Regions from separate parts of the Gasterosteus aculeatus genome. Here region 1 is linked to region 2. Evidence: chromatin contacts called from public Hi-C data. All regions are on one chromosome and are shown on one strand. Each heading gives the region's core, a stretch centred on a gene start, on an enhancer-like site or on the middle of the called end of the contact. The rest is flanking DNA. Distances are from core to core; before and after follow the strand shown.

Region 1 (5,663 bases), core at 2,856-5,355, 45 kb after region 2:
GTAGCGGAGTGACCTTGGCTCCTCTGGTTGCACGCCAGTTCTTCGAGCTCCACATTCTCGGCATTTAATTAAAAACAGGAACATTATGAACGGTGGCGATTGCCGGGTGATTGTCGCGTGGCCGCGAGGCGCTGGCGCAGGCCTGGGACCGAGCTCTCCGCCGGGTTCGGCTAATGCAACGTGCAGGGATTTGAGAGGGAGGAGTGAAGCTAAGCGACCCGCGTCGCACAGCGCCGCGTTTCAGTGGGCGAAGGCTTGAGAGCGTGCGGCGTCGAGATGAGAGTCGGAGGGCGAGAAGGTCGGCGTGTGGGCAGAATAAAACGGATGCCGTTCTAAAGGAGTGTTTCAAAAACCGGCAATATGGGATTGGAACAGCGGTCGGGTCAATTACTCTTCACGCACCCACCGAGCAGGTCTGTGCAAACGCACACCGCAAGCACTTCAGTCACACAACTGATCATCTCGCCTGGAAATATTAAAGAGGTTGTTCGCAAGCTCCAAAAAGTAAAAAATGAACTTCTCTTTGCCACGGTGCACACATCAATCATCCCGACACTCCGAGTTGATTTCTTCTTCGCTCTGCCCTTTAGCACCTCACACACCAGGTGACAAGGAGCGCATCAGCTGAAGCGACGAGGGGAACGCGACCAAACTGGCGTATCGTCGTCCCCGTGGGTTCACCTCTGAAAGGGAACCAGAGGAACTGTAATCGCATCCGTCTGCCTGCCTCGTGACTTCAGGGGGGTGGAAGTAACTCGATGAGAGCATTTGTCAGACTTTCCAAAAGACACCGCGCACACAGACACACACATGGATGACAGCGCTCTGACTTTCCCTTTGACTGACCACAAAGCGACGTATGCAAACACGCAGCGGTATCTGTACGGTTTCCCCTGCATGTGGTCATTTCAAGGCTTTCATTACTAATAGCAGGATCGGGCATCGCTCCGCTCGCAGGGAAAGTAAAGAGGAAATCACCAGCTCAGCAGGGAACAACAACACACTGCAGATCATCTACTGACGGAGACAAACACACACGTAAACAAACACATGGAGGGTTTGCTGCCCGACCACATCAAACCCGTCCGGTTTGAACCCAACGTGTGATTCATTTATGTGAGCACAGCACATACAAGACATCCCCCCCCCCCCTTACAAAGATTCCCCAGTGTGCTTAGAGCAGCATCGAGGGTCTCAAACACACACACACACACACACACACACACACACACACACACACACACACACACACACACACACACACACACACACACAAATGGTTCGCATGCTGGTATAAGCAACATCAGCCATTTGCCAAATGTTCCAGCAGAGTGGCTTATTACTGCAAAAACTGAAGACTGAAGCACAGCCATTTTACCTCTGACACACAGGGTGCAGGTGGTCTGTCACTGAGGTTACAACCCCCCCCCCACACACACACACACACACACACACACACACACAACCGCGCATATGTATATATATATATATATTACACACACACACACACACACACACACACACACACACACACACACACACACACACACACACACACACACACACACACCCCCCAAGACCGTTGCACCCTGACCCGCATGCTGCTGCAACAACACCCGCAGCACAACAGGCGGCCGCTGTTGGCGCGTCGGTCATCGCGCACAACAGTGAGCGCGATGTCATACTTTCACATCTGAAACTTGTCACAGCTTTGCAACAGCCACACCTCCTTATGAAACCTAACCAAGTGGGGGGGGGGGGCATTTTCCACAGAAGACCGTAGCTGCATCCAAGAAATGACCGCACCAACGCTGCGTATTTGTTTGCACATATATATATAAATATATAAATGGTGTTTTTTTGCGCTGCGTTATTTTAAGTTAATCATAGTCACATTGCAGGGAGCGGAGCGGTCGGACGCCGTTTACTTACTGTGGTGTGGATGTAGGTTAATGGGCGATGGCAGGAATTTTCCGGAGTGGAGGGGCGGCGCGTGGCCGTGGCCGGGCGAGGGAGGCATCCTCCCGGCCGCGGCTGCCGCTCCGAGTCGGGGAGACTCCATCGTGAGCCCCGGCAGCAACGGCGGCGGTACGTGGACGGATCGGGGAGGTCCAAAATCTCTGCCATCCATTATCCACAGTGGGGAAAGTTGTGAAAAGAAATAGTCCGTCTGGAGAGGCCCCTTATTCTGTAAAAGACGAATTTTTTGGGGGGCGCTACGATACTGTCTTTAGTTCCCCTGGCGATTCGGGCTTCTTTTCAGCCATCCCGCCGACCTACGAAAATACAACAAGAAAACATTCGCTTGACACACGATCTGACGCACACTGATCACACTGTTATTTTGGGGGGGGGGGTTCTCCTCTTTGCGGCGGGCGGTCAGTGCGCGATGACGCAGTTCGGAAAAGCGCTCGAGAAGCTGAACGAGCTGGACGCGCTGCTCGACGGCACAAGGTCTCCTTCCAACTCCAACTTCCACCAGCAAGACGACGATCTCGCGTAATGTCAGCGAGCGCCGCAGCGGCAGCAGCAGCGGCGGCGCTCCTCCACCCGCCTCCACCGAGCAGACAGCTCCGCTCCCCGGGAAAACAAGCACCAGGAGCGGCGGCGGCGGCGGCCAGCCGCGCTGCCCCGGCCGTGGAAACCACACGCAGACCCCGCGAGGGGAAAAGAAGAAAAAAACACACACGGACGCTAACAAACCTGTTCGGTCCTCTTTTTCGTTTGTTTTAGTTCTGTTATTGCTACGATTGTGCAGCTGTTTCCCAGCGGCTCGCCCTGTAAGTCAATACGCCATAAATACTGGAGGCGCATCAAATATACATTTCAAACGGGTTAAAAATAAATGCGGGTTGCCAGAGTCTGCCGCGCTGATCGGCGGGGTTTTGTTGCCCGCGTATTGCGGCCGCGGTCCGGGCGGCTGCGCCTTCTGGACGCGGGTGCTGCTCCAGCGGGAGAGATCAACGAGCCCGACCCGTAAACACGGTCGGTCCACTGGCGTCCTCGTTCCGTATCAAAGCTCCAGCACCGGAGCTCCAGCTGGTGTTAAGATATAATAATGCGATTCACATGATGGATGCGCGGCCATTCGGATTAATCGGCTCGCGTCTCGAATCTTTGGTTTAAAAAAAAAATAAAAATAGGAATTTTAATAATTTTGCTAAACTGCCGACAAAGGACAGTCTCCGCGGACATGCGTATGCGATACATTAAAAAACACACAAATAGAATAAAAGTGACTTTAAGCAGAACAACAACAAGCATTTGCGACTTTACCCGAAAGCTGCGAGGAGAATCGGGGGGTTCGCGTGTATTTTTTGTGCATTTTGCAGAATAATAATAAAATATAATAACCCAAACTATGTGACCAATGTGTATTTAAGTATGAAAAAACAACAACAGCGAGGCGAAAGTCCAGTTGAACCTTCAAAAGGCTGCAAGCAAACAACCCAGCGAGGACTCGTGATATGCGGGCGGGATCGGAAGGACGGTTCAGAGATCACCATAAACCTGCTTTTACCCGGAGACAAACGCACCAGACGGGACACGAATGTCTCCTCGGAGCCCCCCAGGAACACGCACGGACAGACGGGGGGGGGGGTCGGAGGCTCCTCTGGTCCGCCGCGGTCGTGCGCGCGGAGCAGCGCTTCAGCCACGTTTCAAACTTTTTCACGGTTCCTTTTCGCGACACGCAAAACTTTCTCGGCGGAAACGTCTCGAAAGTCGCACCGACCCGAAAAAAAAAACAGCCCCCTAAAAAAAATCCCAAATGCCGTGTGGAGGAAATTATAAAAAGAAGAAGAAACACAGACCCTCCGCGCCCTTTTCGCTCACATTTACAGACCAAATTAGGGTTTGAAACACGCAGAACTCGGGACACTTTAGCTGGAGGAACCAAAAAAAAAAATGCCAAGCGCTTACTTGAATGTGGAAAGTCCGGCGAAAGGAGCTAAAAAAACGTCCAGGTTGCTGGGAGAACTGGAGTAGTCCATTACAGGCTCGTACGAAGGTAAACTGGGGGATAACTGTGTGTGTTGGGAGGAGGGGAGGGAGGGGGGGGGGCGATAGACCCTGACGCGTCCGTAAACTCCTCAGCAATGAAACACAGCATTGTTTTTGCAAGCCCCGCCCATCTCCCTCGCCACCACCCAACCGCGGGACAGCCCCCCGTGCGTTGTGCAAACCTCCTGTCTGATTGGCTGTGCGAGGTGTCAATCAAATCCCCAGGGTCAAAAAAAAAGAAAGAAAGAAAAACACCCCCTGGCCGCTGGCCAGCAGTATAAAAGCAATTATGGAGCAAGGAGGTTGAGCCGTTTCAAGGTCCCCTCTCCTACAAGACCGACTGATCAGAACAAGCACTGGGTTTCTGTTTTTCTTTTTGGAGGTGGGGGTTAGTTCACCCCCCCACCCCCACCACCATCACCACCACAACCACCACCACCACACACACACATTTTCATGCTAATTATAATAGACGCTAGAAGATTGGCAATCTGAAAGCCCGGGTACATTGTTACCCTGAAACGTATCGTAAGCGTTTTGCATGTAGTGTGAGAGGCAGTTTACTTCAACTCACTCGGAAGCAGCACTGCCGCATTCGTTTTATTACCGCCCCGTTTCACCTCTGCTCTCCTCCAAAAGAAAACAAGCGCTAACACATGAGATAACCATCTCACTTATTCTAACACCTCATTCCTTAAAAGCCACTCATATTCAAAGGTGTTTACCCGATAATTCTACAGCGTACGTATTAGCGGACTATGCAAACAATATGGTTCGTGGAAAAGATTCCCCGCAAATTGAATCCCTTAACATCTCGCCTCTAATTCATCAAATGCTATTTATTAATGTTAACCGGGCTCACTGACTGGTGGCCATCATTCGGCACATTGGAGGGTCTGCAAAGACACTACTTGTGACAGGTGAAAAGCACCCCGGATATATTTCACATGAGCCGGGAACGCACCAACATTTATCACTGTTGTCGCGCCCGTGGACCCTTTATTTACCGTTTCACACCACGGAATAAAGCCCGGGCTTTCGGCAGGTCTATCTATGCAAACCGCGCATAGCAGTCTGCAGGAGCAGCAACGCCGAGCGGCTCCCTGTGTATAATTTAACTAGACGGTTTCAAGATGCCCACGTCGCCCCTTCCCTTGCACTGGTCCGGCCCCTCCTCCTTTAATATGCGACGGTTTCAAGGTGGCCCCTGGGTTGGAGGGGCGGAGCTACGTCAGACGCTGGAGGGAGACGCCGCAGCGCTGCGGAGCCGCGGTCGGACGCGTCCTTAGCGGCGGCCGGAGGAGATACGTTCTCCCGCCGTGTCGCGGCCCGGTAACGCGGTCACACCACGGCGGATTCTTTCTAACTAGCCGAACCACCGGGCCGCAAGAGGCCGCTCGGCGTCGGCCCCGAAGCTGTCCGCCCCCGCCCCCATCCCTTTCGGACGGGAACCGGGCGGAGATCAGAAGCGACGTCCCGTCCCGAGCCGTCCGAGGGGGACCGAGCCAGCCTTTGTTTTCCAAATGTCTCCGAGTGGCCATTCAGACAATGCCTCTAGATTAGGACCGGCCTCTCGCGGTTGTTTTGCCTCGTTCTCTCCACCTCGAGGTGGGTTCGGCTGCGGTTCGGCTCATGGTGGCATTCAGTCATGATTCCTCTAT
Region 2 (5,620 bases), core at 3,013-5,512:
CCTCAGATCCTGGCAGCGCTCCCGTACGACTGGTCCGGGGGCCGCCTGCTCTTCTTCTCCTGCCTGAGGGTGGTCTTCATCCCTCTGTTTGTCATGTGCGTGTACCCGGCCGGCGCGCCCACGCTGTCCCACCCCGCCTGGCCGTGTCTCTTCTCCCTCCTCATGGGAGTCACCAACGGCTACTTCGGGTCCGTGCCGATGATCCAGGCTGCGGGCAAAGTGCCGCCCGAACAGAGGGAGTTAGCAGGTGAGTTAAACTACAACGTGGCCTCCGAAGCTCCGCAGTCAACACGTCATATCTGCTTGTTTCAGTCTGTTGAACAGGTTTAAAACGCCATTTTTTGAGAGGACTGTAGAGACAAGAACTTACTCTCTGAGCAACAAGAAGTGCCTTTTAAAACACACACTTGGAAATAATGTATTAATTAGTGTATTGTGCTGCGGTTCTATAGTAGATTATGACAAGTTGCACACAGTACTGCAGTTAGTATGTACTGAATTGCCCTGCTTACACAGTAAATATGACGATGAACATAATACCTGCTAATATTACTGCTGTTGTTGCACGTTAGCGCGGCGTGATTACCACTACAAGCAGAGCCGCTAATGTAACTGCTCACTTATAGTCTCGATTCTCACTGTATCATACATTTAATACTCGTCATAAGCGCATGTACATGAGAAGCTCGGCTGTGTGTCCCTGCAGGGAACACCATGACCGTCTCCTACATGACGGGCCTGATGGTCGGCTCCGCCGTGGCCTACGCCGCGTACAGCTTCGCTGCTCCGGGACCAGGGACGCACGTCTCCACACTCAACACGCACACACCGCCCAACGCTACCGCCTACTGAATGTCCACACGCCATTAAGCACGGTCACGGATGTAAACACACATACGTGTGTACACACACACACACTCACACACACACACACAGCCATTTGCAAACAAAAGATCCCGGCCAGGAGAAGCAGCGGGGGACAGAAGGACATCTGTAAAGAACTATTTAAAGGTCCATGTTTGTACTCTGAGAGGCGTATTTGCCCTTTGTCCAGATCGTGCTTCAATCTGCCTCGCTGGGTAAAGAAAGTGAAATAAGATGCAAAGAAAACAGAAAGTTAAACAGTAAAAACGTTTCTCCACTGTGTCATTCTGCAGCCTTTTGGTCCACTGACCTTCAAATGTCACGGCTGTGCTTTTTGAACTTTTCCCTGGAGAGGGAGAACATCCGTCAACAGAAGTCCTGCGAGTGTCTCACAGTGAAAATATTGTCTGCATGTGTGTGCAAACCGACTGGCTGACATTTGTAGAGTGTGAAGTCAAGTTGTCTATCGCTGGAGGGAAGAGACTGTTTGAGGGAACCGTTCGCGTTGAGGTCACATGAGACACATTTAGCATTGTTGATATTCAGAGAGATGATGTTTCTGTTGATTCTTCCAGACCAGCTGTTACCTAATGAAACACTCTGGAAACCTCTGACTGCCCCCTTTAAAGAACTACAACAGCAATTTAATTCACATTTATTTTAATTAAAAAATAAAAAGGTCCCCTTGTGTGTCATATTTGCTAGTTTACTGGAATCACATCTAATGGGATGAGATGTACACAGCTGTAAGTTGAAGAGTCATCAAACGTATTATAATAATTTACAGGAAGAGCAAAGATGTCAAGTAACATTTGCTCAAAGGATTTTCTTCTAATTTATTTAGGACAAATCTGTTAACATTTTGATTTTACTGTGCCTTATCGGGAACAGTTTTCTAATTCATGACATACAATTAGCTGTAAAAAACATGATTCTCTCCTAGTAGTTAATTAATTTCAATTATAAAAATCCACACTTTGCTCAATAGCAGACGCGTTTACTGAACTTACTCTAAATCGACTTCCCCCACTGAGATCCAGTCTCTCTGGCTTGTCTCCACTCAGCTGCTTTAGCAAATCTGAATTAGAAAAACATCAGTTGTATTCATTTTCAAATATGATGAACATTATTCCTATCAGGAAAAAAAAATGTATGGAGCAATTATAATTATGTGTTACCTGTTCTTTTTATTTATAATAATGCTTAGAGAAAAGAAAATGGGCAAATCTCTGCCTGTTCCATTTGGTTTCACGTTGCTTCTTGCACCCTGAGATGAAAGGAAAGAGAAGAAAAGGTTGGTTCCTATGAACCAGAAGACGGCAGCCGTGTCTCACGGTTGTGATTTTGACAGCAGGGTCTGTGTTTCCCCCGCGTGCCGTCTGTGTGTAACATTCATGTAACCATGTGCGACGTGTCAAGGAAAGATTATACGTGCCAAAAAAAGTCTGCCTGTCTGAATGTAATTCTGTGAACAATTAAACAGAATGAAACGTGTAAATATATAGAATGAAACGTACTCAAGGTGTTTAAGACCTCCAATTTTTTCATACAACAGACACTATCAGATCGACATTTTCTTTATTTAGCGAGCGACACTCGTTTCCTTTTTGCTTTTCAGCCCCTCCAGCTTCTTCCTCCATATCTCCTGTTGGATTCGATAGACGTTTTAATCATGAGAGGAGTTCAGACTTAATAGATTATGAAGGAAAAAGGCTTCTCTGTAGAGTCGTGGAGCGCACTACGACACGGCGGTGTCACCCTGCTGCAGGCCTCTCCTTTCAGAGCGGTGGGGTTGAAGGTGCATTTAGTTATTTATGGTTGAAAGGTATATTTATTTCTCTGGTAGAGAACTTAGGGGGGTGAGAGTGATCCCGCATTTCAAAGAGCTGCATGTTAAACTCATATTTTTTTCAACCCTTTGAGGTGATTTAAAGTAGAAGTTTGACATTTGGGTAAATTATTCACTTTGAGAAGATTTAACATGATGTATTTCATTCTTTTAAGTTAATTTAAAACATCAGCACATGAAAAAAAGAACTGAGAAAGTAAAATAGTTGTATTTTTTACTGTTTATTGATTAGTCCCATGTTTTGTCCAGGATGACACATTTTAACATTTGAATCAGGGTTAGCTGATAAAGTCACAAAGACAGGATGGAATATTTGGAGAACTATAGATCTGGAAGTAAAGATACTTATGATGGGATGAAGGTTACTCAACATTCAATCTCCTGATGCTAAGAAACACAATTATTACTAAAATAAACTAAACAACAAATGTTTAATCCTGCATTTTACCTCAACAAGGTCTAATATCTGAATATCTATGTGACTTCCTATTATCGTTTTTTCAAATACGTAATTTTTCTTCCAACTGAATTTATTCAGAAACCACGTCATGCTGACAAAGACTCAGCGCCCACGTGACTGCGCACTGTGAAACACCAGGGTGGTGTAACGCATACAAACGTTACATTGTACATACGTGTATATATCTACTGCAACAAAACGTATTTTGCTTGATATTTGTGGAAAAAAAAGAATGGTGATCAGTTGAATTATTCTTTATTATTAATTATTCAGGATCACTAAACAATCAAAATCCAGCCTATTTATCTGTCTATTTTAGATTTTTGCTAAATATGTGCACGTTACAGAATGGTTGATGAACACCTGCATTGTTTCAGCAGGAGGAGGAGAATTGTCTAGTTTGATGAATCAGTGGTTAAAAAGGTTAACCGGCATTTGAGCAAATTGTGGCCTTTCAGCTCTTTATGACTTCCAATGGTATTTAGCCTTTACAAATACTACACAACGCTCAATCAAAATGTGACTAACATCTTTCAGAAATATGTGTAATTCTATAATGACTTAAATGAGTTTTTGTCTTACTGTCACATGATTTCAGTGTCCCAGCAGTCTGTTTGTGCCAATACAACGTTGTCCCATTGTCGGAGCTTAATAAAGTCGTTTTCATCGGTGTCTGCTGTGTTATTCTGCTCTTAAATTCTAAATGTCTGATAATCGTATTACTTGGAATGATCTGGGTTTGTGTTAAGCTCTTTTACAGAACTGCATGTAGTTTTCTGTTGCAGAACCTCCAGCAGCCGTATGGAAGCTTTTGCTTCAGAGGGGGAAAGAGAAACGGGAGTTCATCCTGCAGGGATCAGCAGTTGTTTTAACTGCTTCTCTCCAGCGGAGGTCGCTGCAGCTCACAGAACATTGTCAAGAGGTTCTGTGTCCAGTTCAGCTTCATATCTGTGGCACAGAGCCCATTACGAGAGAAAGAAGTTCTCTCCTTCTTACCTTTGACCTTTCTCAGTGTCTCTAGGACACATAACCGTACAACGAGGACATTGTATATTGTATTGTGTTCATAGTCGTAGTTCAAAATCTGTCTCTGTAAGTGCATGGACCTATTTAGCTGTTTGTCTGTGTGCATTTGTGCGTGTGCGTATTTGTGTGTGTGTGTGTGTGTGTGTGTGTGTGTGTGTGTGCTAATTTGGGATGTGGCTGCAGGGAAAGAAAGTCTCCTGTGTGTGACGGAGCGACTGATCATTACTCATTCTGCTCCACATACTGAGAGAGGAGGAGGAGGAGGAGGAAGGTAGAAAGGCAGTGGATGTGAGGAGCAGGTCTGGTGCGCTGCTCTCTGCTCTGACTGCGTTTAGACTGTTTCAGTGGATCCTGACGCCTCAGTTTGGGGAAACGAAAAGTTGATCAAACGAAAACCAACAGTATTATTACTGCACATTTTCTTGTCTTGATTTATTAGTCGGCCTTTGACTTGTGTTAAATGGCCAATTTCTTCAGTTAAAACAATGTGTGGTGGATGGGCAGGATTAAAGTAACAGTAAAGTTGGTACTATTAGTATAAGATTGTAGAGCATAAAACTAATTCATTCAACACGAGATAACAGCTGTTTTTTGCTTTTATACATGAAATCATGGTCGATATAAAAAATACTTTGACAAGAATTTCATCTCACAATGGAAACAGATTTTTATGAACTAATCAGAAGATGTGGTTACACATCTAATGCCATTAAAGGGCTTCATGGGAAAACGGAACATATTTATGTTACATACAAAATCACATATTTGAATAAAACAGGTTTGTATTAAGATTTTTAAAATTACATTATATTAAATGATGTATTATTAAAACAAAACCTCGATGGCTCATGTGGCTTATATGGAACACACTTGTGTGCTATGTTAGCAAACCATTAACAACGTTATATTTTAATAATGAAAAACAATACAAGCATTTGAAATTGGTACAAATGAGTTATTCACACTTTGAATCACAGATTAGACTTTCATATTACCAAAAGGTTCATACTTTTAATTGGCATCACATATTAAAATGTCTGTTAAATGATTTCATAGGGAAGTTTCTCCTTCATTACACTACATGTCCTTAAGCTGATGCTTTTATCCAAACGACTTACAATAAGTGCATTTTAACCATAAGGATACAAACCCAGAAGAGCAAGAAACAAGAAAGTGCAATTTTATCAAATAAGTTAAAATTAGCTATAGATAAGTGGCATTATAAGTACAATTTAAGTGCTACATTATAGCATTGTGATTAATGAAAATGGACAAATGAGTGAATTATTCTGCCGTTGTAAGAACATAGTAGAAAACAAGTGGTTTGTGCTTTTCTTTCCTCTTACGTCAGTTCATAAACTACATTTTGTAGCATATGTTGTTCATTTTATGGGATAAAATTGGCAACACCATCTGGCTAT

Evidence for each region. Hi-C and Micro-C count contacts between places; a contact is called where the count stands out from the background.
Region 1: a Hi-C map of liver shows a contact between it and region 2, with 5 times the contacts expected there. The contact joins the promoter of tnrc18 here to the enhancer-like site in region 2. A contact is called at or near these places in 5 of 6 Hi-C or Micro-C datasets (liver, skeletal muscle, tail fin and 1 more).

What each region holds. Positions count from the first base shown.
Region 1 is chr11:6,395,475-6,401,137 of fGasAcu3.hap1.1, forward strand. It overlaps tnrc18 (trinucleotide repeat containing 18), which reads right to left and starts at 4,106. Exons shown (of 30, transcript XM_078084689.1): 1 at 3,922-4,106; 2 at 1,933-2,276. The coding sequence starts at 2,131.
Region 2 is chr11:6,350,484-6,356,103 of fGasAcu3.hap1.1, forward strand. slc29a4a (solute carrier family 29 member 4a) reads left to right here. Exons shown (of 11, transcript XM_040191632.2): 10 at 7-247; 11 at 707-2,380. The coding sequence ends at 852. Among protein-coding and RNA genes, the nearest start is that of slc29a4a, 12 kb to the left of the region's middle. Within about 2 kb of position 4,263, at least 1 of the 9 cell types and tissues checked has open chromatin away from gene starts, as enhancers often do. A contact at or near this core is called in liver, where this site is marked.